Linked DNA regions of Triticum aestivum: region 2 is linked to region 1. Evidence: chromatin contacts called from public Hi-C data. All regions are on one chromosome and are shown on one strand. Each heading gives the region's core, a stretch centred on a gene start, on an enhancer-like site or on the middle of the called end of the contact. The rest is flanking DNA. Distances are from core to core; before and after follow the strand shown.

What was found. Hi-C and Micro-C count contacts between places; a contact is called where the count stands out from the background.
Region 2: a Hi-C map of leaf shows a contact between it and region 1, with 3 times the contacts expected there. The contact joins the promoter of LOC123087480 here to the enhancer-like site in region 1. A contact is called at or near these places in 4 of 5 Hi-C or Micro-C datasets (leaf and an unstated tissue).

What each region holds. Positions count from the first base shown.
Region 1 is chr4A:605,953,424-605,956,513 of IWGSC CS RefSeq v2.1, forward strand. LOC123087479 (protein EXPORTIN 1A) reads left to right here. Exons shown (of 31, transcript XM_044509495.1): 28 at 1-129; 29 at 213-338; 30 at 415-519; 31 at 631-1,214. The coding sequence ends at 753. Among protein-coding and RNA genes, the nearest start is that of LOC123087479, 10 kb to the left of the region's middle. Within about 2 kb of position 1,643, at least 6 of the 8 cell types and tissues checked have an H3K27ac peak or open chromatin away from gene starts, as enhancers often do. A contact at or near this core is called in leaf, where this site is marked.
Region 2 is chr4A:606,072,986-606,076,075 of IWGSC CS RefSeq v2.1, forward strand. It overlaps LOC123087480 (probable cytokinin riboside 5'-monophosphate phosphoribohydrolase LOGL5), which reads right to left and starts at 1,529. Exons shown (of 2, transcript XM_044509496.1): 1 at 860-1,529; 2 at 234-724. The coding sequence starts at 1,348. The coding sequence ends at 476.

The sequences.
Region 1 (3,090 bases), core at 393-2,892:
TTCACGAATCAGTTCTACAAAACATATTTTTTGACTATAGAGCAGGAGATTTTTGCAGTTCTCACAGATTCATTTCATAAGCCTGGCTTCAAACTTCATGTTTTGGTGCTACAACACTTGTTTTGTGTGGTATGTTTCTTGTGCATGATTAATATCATGACATCTAGTGTTTGTATGTGTGCGTCTGCTTGATTAGGTTTGATAATATGTAGGTTGATGGCCTAACTGAACCTCTATGGGATGCATCCACGGCATCATATCCATCTAATGCCATGTTTGTACGGGACTACACAATCAAACTTCTTGGAGCATCATTTCCTAACATGACGGCAGCTGAGGTATGATCATCCTAATATAGAGCTATACTGTCATTGACTTGGTGCCATTATGAACCTGGCAAATTTTCTTGCGCAGGTGACCAAGTTTGTTGATGGGCTCCTTGGTTCGAGACATGACCTCCCAAGCTTCAAAAACCATATTAGGGACTTCCTGGTGCAATCAAAGGAGTTCTCAGCCCAGGTAAATTTCGTTATGCCATCATAAGGTTGATGACAATCCTATACTGCTTTGGTAACAAGTTCTTTGTGCAAGCTCCTCTTCTGATGGTTTAACTGTGGCTGGCTTATTTAGGATAACAAGGATCTGTATGCGGAAGAGGCTGCGGTACAAAGAGAAAAGGAAAGGCAACGGATGCTTGCCATCCCAGGGCTGATTGCCCCAAGCGAATTGCAAGATGAGATGGTAGACTCATAGTGCTCTGTGATTGTGCACTGCATTGCTAATCCAGTTTGATGGTCGATTAGGCCTCCAGAGGCCTCCATGTCCCGGAGCCTGAGTTTTCTTCCAGGGTGGTGGTGGTGGTGAAAGGAGGGTGATGCCTGCTGTAATTTTATTTCCGGTTTGGCGATTCCAAGATTTGTGCTGCTAGTTGATGATAGGGGAGAATTTTGCCGCAAGAGGTGCTCGGGTGAGCCTTGCGGGCTGTTTGGTTGGCTAGATGGATGTGTTTTAGTGCTCGGTGAAACATTTTGTGCGTGTGCTGAGCATGATATAGTATGGATGTTGATCCTTAATTGTTAGTTTAGTCTATAGATTTGATGACTGTATTATGATGGTGATGATGTATCAAGTGACTGAATTTGGTCCGGGCTGAGCTGGTAGGAAAGCTGATAATCCTCCTAGTGCTTGTTTATGTGAAATATGTTTCTTCTGAATTTTGTGAGCTTTCTTGGGTTGCATCTTATCTGTTTTGCATCTTGTTTATGTGAAATCATCAAGTTTCTTAGTTTGAGTTGTTACAAATTATTGAGTTTTGTTTTTGATCTAAATAAATTATGGAATTACCATATATTGCATCAACTTACATGCAACTGCTTGGCGGCGAGCGATGCAAGTAAATATTTGATGTGGTAGTGAGTTTTGCTATCCACGTGAATGTTGATTAGTTTGTAGGTGGTGCGGTGCTGTGCTGACGGACGGAAGGGGTGGTGTGCAGTCTCTCTCGGTCCAAAGACTCAATTTTCACGAGCAAAGCAAACATCTCTCTTTCCTCGGTTTGTTGGTCTTTATGTGGACTAGTCCAGACCCCACACATGTATCTATCTATCATCTGCGTAGTGTGGGGAAAGTCCCATTCACCATAAAGCAGCGGTGCAGTTGCTGTGAGCGGCTTTGCTACGCCCGTTGCTGGACAAGAGGCCATCTCTCTTTCTAGTAGGTAAGGCCAACTCCACTGCACGACCCCATCCTATTCGCGCGCGTCCGTTTAAGATAAAACGGACAAATCAGACGGCCCAGACAGGTCTGATATAGCTTTTTCCTCCTCAATAATGGTTCATTTTGTTGGCTCAAACTGAAGCATGAAAAGGATGCAAACAAAATGAGGACGCGTCCGGACTTTGCATATATAGGTTACACACATTCAGTATTAGTACATTCACATAAAAACACGTCAGTAAATAGTAAATCATACAGTAGTATATAAGATAAAATCTATGCGTAGTGATGAGATCCGTCACAGCAAACGCACGCACGTGGTGCTCTGCTATTGCTCCAGCAGGCTGTACTGTATTCTACAGTATTTTTTTTTAGCATAAGTACAGACACAAGCGCTTATATACACGCGCATATACTCATCCCTATGAACGCACACACATATATCCTACTCCTATGTGCATCTTCGAGAGACTGAACCGGCATATCATCTTAAGATTTAGGAAGTCACCGTAGGCGCCTCGTCGTCGACGGAAACATCACCTCTCACTGAAAACACATCGCCGAAAATCCTGAAATAAATCTAGAAATAATGCGAGCACCAGAATTTGAACTCTGATGGATTGTAATACCACTGTCCACCTAGTCCTTAGCGCGGTTATTAAATAGTAGTAAGGCAAGTTGGCCATCTCAAGTTCTGCACGTCCATTTCAGGGAGCTACCCGCTCTCTCGACTTGATCTCAATAATAAAGATGCATCTCGACGATCCGAGTATATTCATGTTCCCATGCGGCCATGCGTCCCAGGAAATTGCACCTACACCCGATTAAAGTATATGGATCCACCCATCCATCAATGCATGTTCTAACTTTTTTTTTGGCGCAAAAATGCATGTTCTCACTTGTGGCCGATTCCTTCAACCCATGCAATTTCACGGGTGGAAATATCTCCGTTTCCACTAATCAACCTGCTGGTGTAACGATTGACCCCTTATGTTTTGGAGTTTGTTGACATAAAACAATGTGGGACTTATGTGTTTGTTAGTGCACACAGAGTAACAGGTCCCTGGAATCAAGAGGAGTTTTCATTCAAACGCCAAAGATAATTCCCCTGCGTAGCAGTGAAGATTATCCCCGAAGATTATGATAACAAGAGTGACCCCTCACAATTGCTGACATGGAGCAATTGGTTCGGTGCACGCCTGAAGGAAGTGACTGCGACCGAGGAGATTGAAGACGAAGTGAAGACGTAGCATTTCTTCCGTTGTTTCTCTTCTCTTTATTGAGTCACAGAACCACCATACTATTAAGAGGGGTGTAACAGTCGAAACTTTGATTCTCTGATGCTAAACCCAAATCCTATGAAAGTCGCGAGAG
Region 2 (3,090 bases), core at 279-2,778, 120 kb after region 1:
ACTGTTGGGGAGGTGGCCACGTCCATCATCGATCCTATCTTTCTGCAATGCAATCATTCATGCAACACATAATGTGTTGTACTCCCTCCGTTCCACAATATAAGAACGTTTTTTATACTACACTAATATAAAAAACGCTTTTATATTATTATATTATGGGACGGAGGGAGTACATACGTACGTGTGTGGTTGCCAAGAACCCCCAATTGGAAATCAGCATCTATCCCCAGAAATGGCAACAAAAGATACCACATACTGTACTAGCAAAAGCCAAAGCAGGCAAGAACACACGCATTCATATACAAGTCACAGAGTAATCATCAATTGATCAATATACTAAGTAGTCTATGTCCACAAAAAGTTCATGATATCAGTATGAATACGCGTACGGTTTGTTGGATGAATATATCATCTGATGTAGTATATAAATGTATGTCAATCTTAATTGTGTAGTTTACAAGGCAAGGCTAGCTAGCTAGCGTGAGATGTCTGGCTTGGATGGTGAGCAGGTCCTGGTGTCCACGGACGACTCCCAGCTGAGCTTGACGGAGGAGGCGTCGTGGTGTGCCGGCACGTACTCCTCCAGCGCGGCGAGCAGCTCACCGGGCGTGGGCGCCGCCACGATGATCTTCCGCGCCGCCGGCGCCACGAACCCCTCCTCCACCGCCCTGTCGATGAACGCCAGCAGCGAGTCGTAGTACCCGTCCACGTTCAACAATCCCACCTGCAGTTCAACAAAATTCATTCACCTCGATCAAACTCATCACAAAATCCAACAAAAATATCACAAATTTGCACAAAACTATAGAGAAAATTATGTTCTTTGCGAGTTCATAGGGTGAGGTGTGAGGCCACTAACCGGCTTGTCGTGGATGCCGAGCTGCGCCCAGGTGATGACCTCCAGCAGCTCCTCCAGCGTGCCGTGGCCGCCAGGGAGCGCCACGAAGGCGTCGGCGCGGCGGGCCATCTCAGCCTTGCGCTGGTGCATGCCGGACACCGCCTTCACCTCCTCCCCGCCGGGCGTCTCGCCGATCAGCTCCCGCGGCAGAACCGACCGGGGCACCACGCCCGTGACGCGCCCGCCGCCGCCGTGCACGGCGCGGGACACCAGGCCCATGAGACCCACGCTGCCTCCGCCGTACACGAGGTCGATGCCGCGCTCTACCAGCTGCTGCCCGAGCTGCACCGCTGCCGCCTGGTACGCCGCCTTCCTCCCTGCGCTGCTCCCACAGAACACGCAGACCCGCCTGAACCGCGACGGCAGCTTCTTGTCGCTCGCCGGCGCTGTCTTTGGCATAACCAGCGCAGCCGTCGTAGACGTCGGCGCCTCCATGGGATCTCTATCCATCGATCGCCTTGACTTTGCCGGCAGCTGCGCGCACGTACTAGCTATGCAGGTAGAATCTAGGTGGGCGGAAGGGGAGGGAAGCAAAAGGTAGCTAAGGTGCGGTGCGTATATATAGGCTGGTCTAGGTTGGTCGTCTTCCTCCTCCTAGTTGCTTGGATGTTGGTATAATAAACCTGCCTGCCAGCCCAACATAATTTTTTGTTGCTAATTAGTAGTTAAGCTGTAGCTAGTGGCCAGAGAGGATTCTTGGCAATCTCCTGTCTTGTCTCACTCTGCCTTAGCACTAGTATTTGATTAATATTCTGGCTATGGTAGCTAGCTAGCTAGTTCAGAATTAGTACTACAACAGAGCTACTTGATTAATTAGTTATTTTTTTCTGCTGTCCGTTAACCAATATAAGTAATAGTAAATTCGAATAATTCTCGTTCCTTCTCCTTTCCTCGGTACTGTTTGGGAGAGGCGAAAACAAAAGCAGCTCAGGCCCGGCCCGATCCCGGATCTTCGCCGCCGGCGACGCCGGTTGGAGAGGTGATGGGGGAGGTGCGCGGTGCTCTATAGTATCTAGTAGGTGTAGTTCTAGTTTTTCCTTAGAGGAGTTTGGCCTAGTGCCGGAGATTGGCGTCATGCCGATGAGGATTTTGCTGTCGGCGCGCCCGAGCCGCGTTCGGTGGTTCCTGGCGATGCTCTTGTTGGTGGTGGCGGTTGGCTCGCTGCTGCTGGAAGCAGGCGCGCTGGAATCCTCGGAAATAAGCTCGATGTCTCCCCTGGTATGCAGGAATCCCCTTCGCTTGCTCTCGCCGACGGCAGTCACCATGGTGGTGGTCAAGTCGACAGGGACTGGTATGAAGACTGTTCTTGCGACCGGTTCCAGAGCAAATCATCGATGGTGCTTGAGCTTTGGCGCTCCCGGCGGACAGCCGGCTTGCAGCGCCGCCGCGCCACCGAATCCTCTGGCCGAAGGGCGGCCAAACCTCTTCCTCCTAGCCTTGAAGCTATATGGGAGGCAGTGCTACTCTAGATCGATGTTCATGGCTTGCTGCGGTGAAGAACTCGTCGGACCAAGTGGTGATGTCCCCGGAGCCGGCGAGTTTGGAGTCGATCGGGAGTGGCTTGGACCTGATTGCGTTCCTCTTCAGATCTTTGGGGTCCTTTCTGCATATTTCAGGGACTGCTTTGTAATTTTCAGTTTGTTGTGTGTCCTGTTGTTCTGGCTTGTACTACGGTATTGTAATATCAAATAAAGTCTGGGGTCCTTTTGGACCCTGCCCTTGTTCAAAAAAAAAAAAAAGTAATAGTAAATTCACAATAACATACTGTTGTATGTCTACCTACCCAAGCGTGTTTGTGTAGTGCAATTAAGGCCCAGTTCTTTTCGCGCAGAATTCCGCAGAATCAAAATTCTGCAAAATGCTCCCAGAATATGCCGTCGAGTTCATTTTTGAGATTACAGTTTAAGATTCTAGAAAGAGTTGTGTGCCGAGAATCTGCCGCCGCGGTTTGAGATGGGCTGCACTGGGAATCCGGACCGGCGGCAGCGAGGACCGGGCCGGCGGCGGCAAGGTCCAAGGCAGCGAGGCGGGGCTGGCGGCGGCGTTGGAACCCTAGGGTTGGCCCTGCTCGAGTACGAGCGATGCAAACAGATAGGGCAGACCCATGCACTCGCTCGTTTTCTTCTGTACCGGACGCGGGTGGCTCGGTGACATTCTTGTCGTAATAACCTGTTACAACAGGGGCACTCTTT